2 separate regions of the Zea mays genome follow, and region 2 is linked to region 1. The links are chromatin contacts, called in public Hi-C maps. All regions are on one chromosome and are shown on one strand. Each heading gives the region's core, a stretch centred on a gene start, on an enhancer-like site or on the middle of the called end of the contact. The rest is flanking DNA. Distances are from core to core; before and after follow the strand shown. Region 1 has its middle 16 kb from the start of LOC103633206. Region 2 overlaps LOC100191562 (putative cytochrome P450 superfamily protein).

Evidence for each region. A called contact is a pair of places that touch in the nucleus more often than the background predicts.
Region 2: a contact with region 1 is called in a Hi-C map of ear, with 2.6 times the contacts expected there. The contact joins two enhancer-like sites. A contact is called at or near these places in 3 of 25 Hi-C or Micro-C datasets (ear, leaf and tassel).

Annotation. Positions count from the first base shown.
Region 1 is chr1:30,374,865-30,381,054 of Zm-B73-REFERENCE-NAM-5.0, forward strand. It overlaps the pseudogene LOC103644526. Among protein-coding and RNA genes, the nearest start is that of LOC103633206, 16 kb to the left of the region's middle. Within about 2 kb of position 3,702, at least 15 of the 20 cell types and tissues checked have an H3K27ac peak or open chromatin away from gene starts, as enhancers often do. A contact at or near this core is called in ear and leaf, where this site is marked.
Region 2 is chr1:30,515,177-30,521,366 of Zm-B73-REFERENCE-NAM-5.0, forward strand. It overlaps LOC100191562 (putative cytochrome P450 superfamily protein), which reads right to left. Exons shown (of 8, transcript NM_001365501.1): 2 at 6,123-6,190; 3 at 5,779-5,931; 4 at 3,752-4,003; 5 at 3,471-3,563; 6 at 2,578-2,656; 7 at 2,311-2,417; 8 at 989-1,492. The coding sequence ends at 1,238. Among protein-coding and RNA genes, the nearest start is that of LOC100191562, 4.0 kb to the right of the region's middle. Within about 2 kb of position 3,370, at least 16 of the 20 cell types and tissues checked have an H3K27ac peak or open chromatin away from gene starts, as enhancers often do. A contact at or near this core is called in ear and leaf, where this site is marked.

The DNA.
Region 1 (6,190 bases), core at 2,452-4,951:
TCAGCTTGCACCTAGTCACACCAGAATACCAAATCAAATACCTCCGGAAGTTGTAGTTCCGAAGTCATGGTCATAATTGACTTCACCTTCAAGTTTGGCTGACCCTTCAATATCCCCAATATCCTTTTCGCAATCAGGGTAGATGTCAACTGACGATGCTTAGAGCTCAGCTCTGTCTGGGCACAAGTGTGCGGACCTACAATTTTGGTGATCTTAAACTTTCCGGTGTCCTTCTGCCTTCGGGCACATACCCTCCAATTACATTCTGGCACCTCGCACACAACAGTGTAACGACGCTGTGCATACGAATGTCTCACCTTGAACGGCCTCTTCCGGTTCACAGAATATTCCTGTAGCCATCGTCTCAGTGTAGGCAGATCCTTGAAAAGTAAGCCAACCTTAATCTCAATGCTGTCGGCGTTATCCGGAGCCTCTAGCAGTTCATCGTCACGTCCTTCAGCATACGCACGGGTGGAATGACTTAAACTGCTAAATTCATGTACTGCAGGGTCTCGCTCCGGACACAAACGTCTTATGAGTTCAATTTCTTGAACCGAACGGTCATCATCAGAATCTACGGCCCGTGCAGCCTCATATGGCTCCTCCTCATCCTCAATCTGAACATCAACACTATTGGATGCCCTGCATATGTTGTTCATATTATATGACACAGGCACATCAATCTGAACATCAGCATTATCGATATGTGGAGATCCTGCATCGGGTCGGAGCAAGAAAAACCACATTAAAAAGTCTAATCAAACGAAATAATGATGGATACGAACAATGTGTCGAAGACACTTACTAGGATGATCGTCAACTGGATCCTGGGTTAATGGGATCTCTTGGGGGGGGTACCACCGCATTAGAAGCCCCACAAACGCCGGGAATAGGACGAGAAATCCCATACTCGTGCGGACCCGATTGAGCATCGGGCACAACAACGACTTCTTCATGAAGCTCTACCAAAGGAGCTTCAATACGAGATGCATTTGGCATTTGTGGAGATAACCTGACTGGACCTTCGCATTGACTAACAGGTAACTTTTGAACAACCACATCCAAACATGGTGGAACCATCGTCTTCACAATTTTTAAATATATCACCCAATCATCTTCTGAGGTAATGGAGATCAACCGTCGGACAACTGTTCCATATGTAATATGGGACAACAAACCCTGAATTGATATTCTAGGGTCGTTTATGTCGCAACTAATCTCCTCACAAGCTCGAGCCAACAGCTGGTCAAAAGTTGGTCTTTCAACGAACAACATGGTCACGATCTTCATACCATCAAAAGTAACACTCCCATAAGCATCTATCTCCACCCTTCCTCCATGGTATAGTGTTACTAGGCTGTCCATCTATTGCAAAAATGGATTACTAACTCAATAATGGCTACATACTTAAGCCTACTAACTTACTAAGTAATAAATATATATTAACTAATAACTATACAGTAAAAATTAAATGAACAAATCAAACGAAATTACATAATCTATAAATAATGTACGAAAACTATGTATACCTGAGAACGCGTACGAGTCCAGCTAACGGTGGAGAAGGTCAAGTCGGACGAACACCTACGTACAAAAAAACCAATTGTCAGTAAAAAATTTGGCAGCACCTCCCCTGTAAAGTGATGTTTATAGAACCTGCGAATAAACGACAACACGATGGTTACCAACACAGAAAACATGTAATATCAATGCGCTAAACAAAATCCTAACTATATAATCACTAAGAATTTACTAAACACTAAGAATATGCTAAGCAAGAAACTAGCTAACTATTTTAATAAACACTAACAAGAAAATATCTAACTATTTACTAAACAATAAAAAAATACCTAACAATAGCTAACAATTTACTAACTAATACCTAACAATAGCTAACAATTTACTAACTAAGTAAATACCTAACAATACCTAACAATTTACTAACTCTTTTGGATTAAACTTCAATACATGGGACTGCAAATCATGGTCAGGTACCAAATCTGCTCAGACCAGATTTGCATTGAACTCAAAGGAAAGGAGTCAATTAGTTTGAAAGAGACCAACCATCACATACCAGCATAGAATTTCAGCTCTATTAAGAATGCTCTAGTTGACCAGTAATCCAGCATAATGCAATAGAACACCTAATCGAAGTTCGACTTTTGTAACACTAGGATCAAATGCACATTTTTTCATTCCAACTTAACTAGACAGAAATCACCAATCATTTACCTCCGGTCGGGGCGGGAGCTGGAGCGGCGGCCGGTGGCGGGAGCTGGCGCGGCGGCCGGTGGCGCGGCGGCCGGGGCGGTGGCGCGGCGGCCGGGGCGATGGACCGGCGCGCTCGGCGGGCGGACGGGGCGGGCGATGGCGCGCTCGGCGGGCGGGCGGGGCGGGCGATGGCGCGCTCGGCGGGCGGGGCGGGCGGCGCGGTCGATCGGCTATGGCGAAGAAGAACGAAAACGACGGGAGCGAGACTGGAAGGAAGAAGAAACGGCTCGGACGCTTAAGTCCTAGCTCGGCGCCAAGATCTGTGGCGCCGAGCTAGGCGCCACGCGGTCATCCACGTCATCCCTGCCCGCCATGGCCACGTCATAGCTCGGCGCCATAGGCTGTGGCGCCGAGCTGTGTTAGCTCGGCGCCACGGCCTATGGCGCCGAGCTAAGGGTCCAAAACTGCATTTAAATTTTTTTAGGTCTAAACGTGATTTTACTTCAGTTTAGGGGCTAAAATACAAAAAATTCGGCCGTTGGGCGTGGGGGCAGCGGGTTGACTCACCGTCGCCATGGTGGGATGCCCGGCCAAAACTTCAAGTCTTGGCCTTCTGTCGCTTTGCGAACTGTAGTTACACACGCACGTGAGGTGCAAAGCGCCATGCAAAAAGAGGGATTTGAAACGAGACAAGTTCATACTCTCCAAGAGGAACGGATTCGTACAAGAAAAGGAAGAAGAAAAGAATTTGAAATCTTCCTATCTTCATCTATCTCTAATAAAAGCTAATGCTCCTGCTACTTGGCTGAACTCGCCTTCCCTGCATACGCCTACATCGATGGTCATCGTCTTCTCCCCGCTCTTCCCATCCTTGGGCGAAGACACCACTCTGCAGCAATTTCGCCTCGGAGACTGCAAATCATGTTACATCAAATCAGTGACACGATTATTTAGACATGAAACATCGGGGTTGCCTTTGCCTAGTACTATCCAGGTCCAGCTTTTTATAAACAGCATCAGATTTTATAAAAGTTACATCTTGGCATTGCAAACTCTGTTTTTTTTCTTATAAGCTTGCCTCTTACGGAGTGAGTACCTGGCTGCGCACATAGTACTCTAATCCAAGCAACATATTGGTCTACGATACAGTTTTGTTGATTCCATGCTTTAAAAGAGTTTGGTTATATGTACAGCAATGCTAGCCTGTTTGTGCATCGGCCAGTTGTTTGTCCTCTCTAAACGTAAACGACAATGCATCATGCTTGCAGTTTATGGATGCAAGATAAGAAAAAGGAATGATGTGGCACGAAAGATTACCCTTTACCAGAGCCTGGGGTCAGGCTTTTTGAGCACGATGATGTGATCGAGATGCGCGTCCGGGTCGGTTATGTCCCACCGGCACGCGGGTCGTGTCTCATTCGGATGGCGCCACCGCTCGTATCGCGTCACTGTCGTCTCCCCGCCGTGCAAGGCCTCGCGTTGCTCCGACGATAGGTAGTACACCACCGGCTTCTGGCACGGGCTGCGCGCCAGCGGCCTCGTGTTGAAGGCGTACGCCGTGTAGTCAGCGCGGCGGTACCAGTTGAGGAACGTGCGCGCCGACATCTCCATCTCCCGAGGCGACATTATGCCCCTCACCACCAGCACCGTGAACCCCCATGCCACGGACACCGTCCAGCGGTTCGCGCTGTCGTAGCAGATGGACTGCTGCATCAGCCCCGCCGTGTCCAGCTTCACCGGCCCGTCGAACAGCCGCCGCACCGCCGAGGGGCGCGACCTCGCGTCCGGGAACAGCGGCTTCACTACGTCGAGGTGGTGAAGCATCACGATCGGCGCCACCGGGTGGGACGCGAGGAGGCCGAGGAGGTCGCCGTACACGTCGTACTGGTGGAACCCCAGGTGCTTGGTGAGCAGCACGCCCAGCTCCGCCATGCACGCCTGGATCCGGTCGTCGCTACCGTACAGCACCGGGTACCGGCGGAGGCTGCCATCCTACATCCGCACGAGCGCCTCGGCCAGCGGCCGGCTGATGGCGAAGCCGCCACCGCCGTATGCCATCCCGTAGGAAAAGTAGATGTTCTGCAGGTGGCTCTCGGAGAGGGAGCCGATGTAGTAGGGCTGGCGGTGGTCGAACTTGTTGAGCACGGTGAGGAGGTTGTCCGGGAAGAAGACGGTGTCGTCGTCGCCCATGACGAACCAGCGCACGCCAGGGAGGCCGAGGCGGAACGTCTCAAAGATGATGCGAGAGATGCGGATGGCGGAGCGGTTGCCGCGGCGGTGCGTGTAGGGGAAGGCGGACGTGTCAGACGAGATCCTGATGGCCAGGAGCCCCGTGCACGCCGTGGACATGTTGGACTCGCGCACCTCGCGGTCCAGCTACATGTAGCCCCGCATGGCGCCGCGCCGGCGCCACCACACCTTGATGTACTCCTTATGCTTGTCCCATAACCACGACATCGCCGCGATGCCGAAAACTTCGTGCTGCAGCGTTGTCGACGTGGACCCAGCCACGGCGGAAGGGGGCAGCTGCTTCTCTGCCACCGCCGTGAGGTTGGCAGACATCCGGGAGACCGAGACGGCGTCAGGCGCACAGTTGGAGGCAGCCGACGACACCGAGGTGAGGAGGAGGTGCAGCGTGTAGAAGAAGTAGAGGGGCGGTGAGGGGGAGGAGAAGCAGGAGGAGGAAGCGGAGGAAGGAGGCGGTGAGCGTCTCCTTCCCGCCCCTCCCTTCATCATCCCCGTCGCCGTGGCTGCTGCTCCTCACGAGCTCACCCTCACCATGTCGAACGAGCCCCTCGGCGCCGCCGTCCACCGCTTAGTTGGCCGAGCCGTGAGACGCCTGATTTCGCCGGCGGAATCAGAATCAATGGGGTTTCGCGGGGGCAAGAGGCTCACACGGGCTGCGCATTCCCCTCCGCGTGTTACTCCGCGCCGCCACCTGCTGCCCTCTCTCTCCTCAGCTCGGGTTCTCTCCTATCGGCCGGCGATTTGGGTGGGAGAGTGGTGCGGTGGGTGGGTCGGCGAGCGGTTCTATCCAGAGAGTGCTCCGCCCGCGCACGTTGCACGACCGACGCTGCGACTCGTACGCCTCGTCGCACGACCGACGCTGCAGCACGGCTGGATCTTGCGTGGACAGGGAAGGGCGCGTGCGACTGGATGGCATAGGCAATAGAAACAGACGGTCCAGATAAATGGGAGGCAGAACGGCAGAATGATGGGATGCAGACTACTATTGCTTACTTAATAAGTAGTAGAGACTCCCATGAAAGGGGTGTGGGTTTGAGTCCTTGCTCTACACTATTTTTTCGCGTCGTTGGCGTGGGGAGAGTGAAGCCGTGGTAGCAACGGGGATACTTGTGTGCATAAGTTATTGTTTGCTGATGAGCACATTGCAGGCAGGTTGAGAGAATGTTATGTAAAGAAAAAGGAAATCTAGTGTTTCCACTTTGTCTGACTCAACAGTAGCAATAACATGCGAAATGAACGATATGGATGCACTTACATCCAAACAAGCATGTTGCATAACACAAGCGAACAGAGAATATAGGTGATCTATGATTTTCTCGGGCTCTCTTATGAAATCCATTTAGCCATTTGATCTCCTCCTCGGCTTCTGCAATGATGAACTGTTATTAGTGCATGCTTAATGCTGATTAGAGCGGCCATCAAGACAATCCAAGGTTAGGAAGAATGTGATTGGATCTGAAATATTCGATAACTTAGATTGGTCCATTGGATCTGAAATATTCGATAACTTAGATTGGTCCACAACTGGCATAGGTTTGCTGAAAAGAAAACATAATCAATAAAAGTCAGTTCTAACGACATTCAAGCTCACAATACTTATTCAATTGATTGTCTTATAAATTTATTTTAAATGCAAGTTGTCTATACTTTTCTGTTTCGATCATTCTATGCAATGTACGGTGAGTTATATGAACTATGGAACAAAATTCCTCTAATATGTTTTTCATGTGAG
Region 2 (6,190 bases), core at 2,120-4,619, 140 kb after region 1:
CGCCAAAAAGTATGTTGACACCTTTTCGGAGGCGCCAATCACTTCAAAAGAACCAGCAGCGGTGCTCTCTGGTCAGGCGCGGACGGTCCGCGGCACAGGGCCGGACGGTCCGTGACCTGGCGCGAGGCGGCGGTGCTCTCTGGTCAGGCGTGGACGGTCCGCGGCACAGGGCCGGACGGTCCACGACCTGGCGCAAGAGCTAGAATTCCCTGCCTGACGGCCGGACGGTCCGCGCGTGCGCAGGGACGGCAGAGGATCGCCGGTGGCGCCTGGATCTCGCTCCCGGGAGGGACCCCGTCGGGGAGGAGAGATCCTAGGTGGTGTCTAGGCTCGGGTAGACCGACCTAGACTCCTCTAATCGACGTAGAGTCGAAGAGAGACGGAGAATTTGGGGATTGGAAGGCTAAACTAGGGCTAAACTAGAACTACTCCTAGGATAAAATGCGAAATAGAAGTTGTATTGATTCGATTGATTGTTACAAATCGACCGTATACCTCTCTATTTATAGAGGAGGGGGGCTGGACCCTTTACAAACTAATTTCCGAGCTTTTCCCACGATTTTAGCTAACAACCGTAGCACAAAACTTGGAACCCTAATCTATTCTGCGCTTTCGCGGATCGTCCGGCCCCAGGGCCGGACCGTCCGTCCTTCTCTTTTTGGTGTCGAACACTTAGCAAAATATACCAAACAACTAGAGACGTTAGATCTAAAATGAGTGATATTGATTTAATATATGCACCATGTGCACCAGATATGTTGTCATTTTCTTTTTTCGGCTCTTTCATTGGAATGTGCTTCTAGTGATATTTTTAGTTAACGTCTAATAACATTACTCATGTTACATGGACGCAATTGTTATCTCCACTATCTTCATATCTATATTAAAACTCTATTCTATGAAGAGTGTATTTTATAGTGTAAAAAGTATTTTAAATGAACATATAGATGAACTGCTGGACATGGTTTTAAGACAAGGAAAAAAGACATGTTGGATATCCACTATATTCTATATATCTCTAGTATTACTTGACATGGGCCATGGACCGGCCTTATTACAACCCTAGTGAGTACACATTTTATCTACCCCAAACACTTTTGGACCATCCTCCTCTTTGCTCTGTCTATACGTGCTTCTATCTTGTTTTAGTATGTATAATAATAATAATCACAATCTACATAAAACACGAGACCACAGCCCTCAAAATGCAACGAAAAATTGAACTGCCTCCTCCCTCTCAGCCTCTTGTGCTCTCGGTCAAAACGCTACGATGGCCTTGGTCGTCGGCGACCCGCTGGACCCTGATCGGGAGGCCCTTGGGGAAGTCGACGAAAGGGTAGACGAAGGCCTGGTCCGGCTCCGCCAGCTCCCACCGGAAGTTGAGCACCAGGTGGTGCAGGAAGATGGCCATCTCCAGCTTGGCCAGCTCCGACCCGGCGCACAGCCGCGGCCCGCCGCCGTACGGCATGAAGCTGCTTGGCGCGTTGTTGCTCTGCAGCTAGCAACAGCAGCGGCAGCAAAAAATATTAAACACATGCGATGCGAGAGAGCGCATGATCGATGAGAGAATATAATAGATAATCCTTGAGGAGAAAAGGAGCGCGCTTTCGACGGGCTCATCGTCTCATCAGTGATCAGTAGTGGAAAGAGGTCGATAGCCACTGACATGTGACATTCACAGCGATGCCGATCGCCTGAACCTAGTACGTACGTGCTTGCCTGAGCAAAAAATTATTTCCCCATCAACGGTTTGCGACGGATAAGAAAAGGACGCGTCGGCGACGGACGGAAGGATTCCGAGAGCAGAGCATTCCGAGCACCCAACGTGGCGTTCGTTTTCAGTGCTCTTGGAGCTGGAGTAGTCCCTCGTTCGGCACGAACCCAGAGCCGCGCTCCCGCCTCCCGTAGGCCGAAGCTGGCAAACTAGGACGTCTCTTTCGACCCCGAGACCACGCGAAAGATCGCGCGCCGAAACATTCCCTTTCGCGCGCATCAGCTCCATGCCGCCCTCTCATCAATAATGGAGGGCAAGCGAGCGGCATAGCTGTCGTGCTTTGGCTGGGTACTCTTCACTCTTCACTCTTGAGAAGGCATGGCGTGGCACATGCATGCATCTCATGCCGCAGATTCTAGCGACACAAGCCGTGAACGTTTTTAGAGGCGGATTTTCTCTCGTACTGTCATGCTCGGATACTTTCGGCGATCGACGTTCATCCACATCTATTGTTCAGTTAATCTGTCGTTCATGCTGACTTCATTTTTTTTTTGCAGAGAGTAGTAGTTTGCGAGGGGAGGGGGTAGGGCACTGACCTTCCATCTCCAAGGGTTGAACCGGCTGGGGTCCTCGTACAGCGACGAGTCCAGGTGCACCGCCGCTAGAACCGGCAGGATTTTCCACCCCCGCGGTATGTCGTACCCTTCATTTTGATGAGAGCGAGAGCGAGAGACAACATGCAACGCAATTAAGCAATTAAGCAGAGAGAAACGCTCAGTGCACCGGCCGTCTGCATGTGCTGTGCGTGACCGATTTCAGGAATCGCGTGCTTAAAGCTTCGGTATTAAAAAAAGGGGTCGTACCATTGTAGTGTACATCTCGGATGACCTTCCGGTGCAGGAACCTGACCACGTTGCCGAGCCGCAATGTCTCGTTTATAACCTGCACGAACACCAGAAAAAAAAAGAAATCTGTTCATAAAAGAAAAAGAAAGAAAGAAGAAGCTCCATCCATTTTGCAGCTAGCTGCCTAGCTGACGAGGCATTCGACATCTAACAGTTGGTTTTAGGTCTCGCGACGGAATTCTGTTTTGTTTATTTAGACATGAGATGAGACCCCTGAGCAGCGAGATACGGCACAGACACCTTCCTGTCGTCAGGTGCTACACAAGAACAATGCGTACTTCTCAGCATATGTGGATTGTTGCGAGACGATGGGGGCAGCCAGCACTCTAATGGAGTGTTTGGTTTGAGGAATTATGTAGTCCATCATCTTCTCACTCCTCACTTTTTTGTTTGGTTTGTGAATTGGAGTGAGTTAATCCATCACCACCTCATTCCTCATAGTTAGTTGTTTAGTAATAATATGTGCAATGAAGGCATCCCACCAAATTTGAGGAATGGACCCATGATACACCACTTCATTTTGGATAGAGTGATTCATCAAACCAAACACCTCATAAAACTCTGCTGGGAGATGATGAGAGCAAGAGCAAGCAGACGCCATGCGCTCCAAAAGTAGGCATCCAATTATTCTGCGCGGACAGAGAGCCTCGGGTCTCCGTTCGTACATGACATTTCTAGAGAGAGGGAGTTGCAGTTGCTATCCTGTACCACGCAACCAGACGAGGCGGTTTGTGCTGGTACGAGTTGGACGGGAGCAGGCCAGATAGCGAGCAAGGGGATCTCGCGCTACCACAGTACCACTGCAGTGGAAGGAACGAACAGAACAAATTAAAGGGGGGGTGGGCGCTTACACACTGCGTGAAAACCATTTCCTTGTAGTCTTCCCAGCTCAATTTGGACGCCCCCCTTAGCCTTTGTCTCCTAGCAATCAGGAGATGCTCCTCCTGCAAGTCATATGCCGGTGTAAACTATTATTTATCTCTATATATAATAATAATAATTCCATGTTTTTTTGTTTTGTTTTGTTTTGACCAACATCGACCTAGCTAGCTCACTGTGCAAAGTTTGAAAACGGACCAGTGAACAAAAGCAGGTGCTCTAAAACTAACTGATTGTTGGTTCGGATTTGTACCCGGAGTTCTTGCACGGCCTTAGGGCACCCTTCGAGGAAGAAGATGGCGAGGGCGAGCGCCATGGACGAAGTCTCGTGCCCCGCGAAGAGCAGGCTCAGCAAGAGGTCCAGGATCTGTTCCTTGGACAGGTTGGATTGCTTCAGGGCCCATCCAAGAAGGTCGTCCTCCTCCACGCTTGACTTCTCCCTGCTCATCTTCTCAAGCCTGTCCTCCATCTTCCTCTCTATCACTCCAAGTATGGACGCGCGCGACTACAAAAAAAAAAAAAAAACCATGCACCATGGGCAACTGTACCATGTTATTTTGAGATCAACAAAAGTAAAACTTTTTTTCTAGTGCAAATAAGTCATCTAATTTGTGTATGGAAAATATCGGAGACCAGTACTATACTACTATCTTTAGGTGTTGCCTAACTGCCTATCGGTCCAGCAGGGCCAATGTCTTGTCGCTAGCTCATAGCTCTGTCTGTTTTTTAGAAAATAGTGTCCTTGCTCATTCAGTCAGAGGTACAAAACTACAAATGACATGTATCTACGGCCAAAAGATGGATAGAGAGGGTTCTATTTCCCTTCTCTCTTGCTCATCCATCTAGTTAGTAAAACAGAACCGGCAAAGTATTTATTTGGTTTTTCAGGTATGATTGGCGTGCGTGAGCTAACAGAACGGCCTTTGCTATTTCATTTGACCGCTAATAAGTGCACGCAAATTATGAAGGGTGCTAACAATCACCAGCTTATTAACAATGTCTCAAGTGCCGGTCAGCAGTTGAATCATGATAAATGATGGGCTCTCCCAACGCATAATCATGTTAGGTTATGGAGACCTGATCATTGGTTTTCTCTCGATCAATAGTCTACCAAAAAAAAACTCCCCAAGAAATTAAAGAGAGCTGAAATCCCCACATGGAATTGTATGATGCAAAGATCCTGTGAATAAAGCAAAGCATGCAGCATGCCGCGCCTGGGAGCAATCACTAAAGTTCATCTGAGGGTGACCTCTTACGGGGAGTGAAAAGCGGGCAACATTTTTATGGGGCCATGAGTGATGTGGGGGGGGGAGGAGATAGTATGATATTGGCTAGCTAGGGAACGAAAATAAAGAAAAACAAGCTGAGCAGCAGGCCTTAATTTGATCTGCTAAATAAATCTAGCTGTCAGCTATGCAGTTAGGTGCATAAATTTCAGAAGAACTTCACCCAGCCAGCATGCATGTAGATATGCCTGTAGAAACTAAATTTAAAAGCTAGATCTCTAGTGTTTTTTTCCCCATTCTGTGGATGCATCAGTGTCCACTGAGAACACAATATGAGGCGCGCGGTATGTGTGCATATATATCCAAGTGCCTGTGGCAGGAAAGAGCTGATGATCCACTGGTCTGTGTGATTGGACCTGACGCAGCAGGACGTGTGCATAACAACACAGCGATCCTTGGACCATCCACAAATCTGAAACCCCACGCTGCTCCTGCCCCTGCCTACCATGTATAGACTATATATATATATATATATATATATATATATATATATATATATATATATATATATATATATATATATTGATCCATGGACCATGCCCCTAGCTTAGCTAGGCCACCCACACACAAACTACCAAACAAAAACTTAACAACCTATCCCTCTCTCTGCACTAGCTTTCGTATTTTTGTTTTTCTGATGGGAGATGTGTGAGTACCAAACAAAACGTTGACAGGCTAGTAGGCCAGGAGAGATACACCTAGAAGCTAGTCCCTTTAGCTAGCTCTCCGCTCGTGTGCATCATATATTCAGATATATAGATAGATGCATGGCCGTAGTGTGGTTGTTGTGCGCTGCATCGATCGTCTGATGAAAACGTTGGTTGCCGCCTATTTTTGGAAGCAACAAAAATCCGTGTGCCGCGCGCAGACGACTGCAGAGTCGACACATATATTATACGCGCGCGCACGTACGGGACTAGCAGCTGCCAGCTAGGGAGAGTAGTATGTAGTCAGAGATACACGAACGAAGACGAAGAAGACGACGACGACCTACCTTGAGCGCCTTCCAGTAGGCCGTGCCCGGGAAGTTGAGCGGCGCTGACACGACGCCCTTCATGAAGGTGATGTACTCCAGCCGCAGCCGCTCCGTCTCCTCCTCGCCGGGGTCCATGCTCATTATGTTCTTCGCCATCAGGTTAAACGTGAACTGCACTCGTCATCCGGCCGGCCGCGCGCCCATCACCGGTTGTTATCCCGGCCGGGGCACCGGTTGTTAGCGGCGATCCTTTGCATAGATTCAGCCACATATATAGATAGAACTGATCTGATGTGGCACGTACGTACTACGCGTGGAGACAAATTGAAGGGTCAGAAGAAGGATGGTGATGAGTACCGTACCTTCTTGGCTTCGTGCTGGGCGGAGAAGGTGCCGTCGGAGGGCGGCCACGAGCGGAGGACCAGCAGGG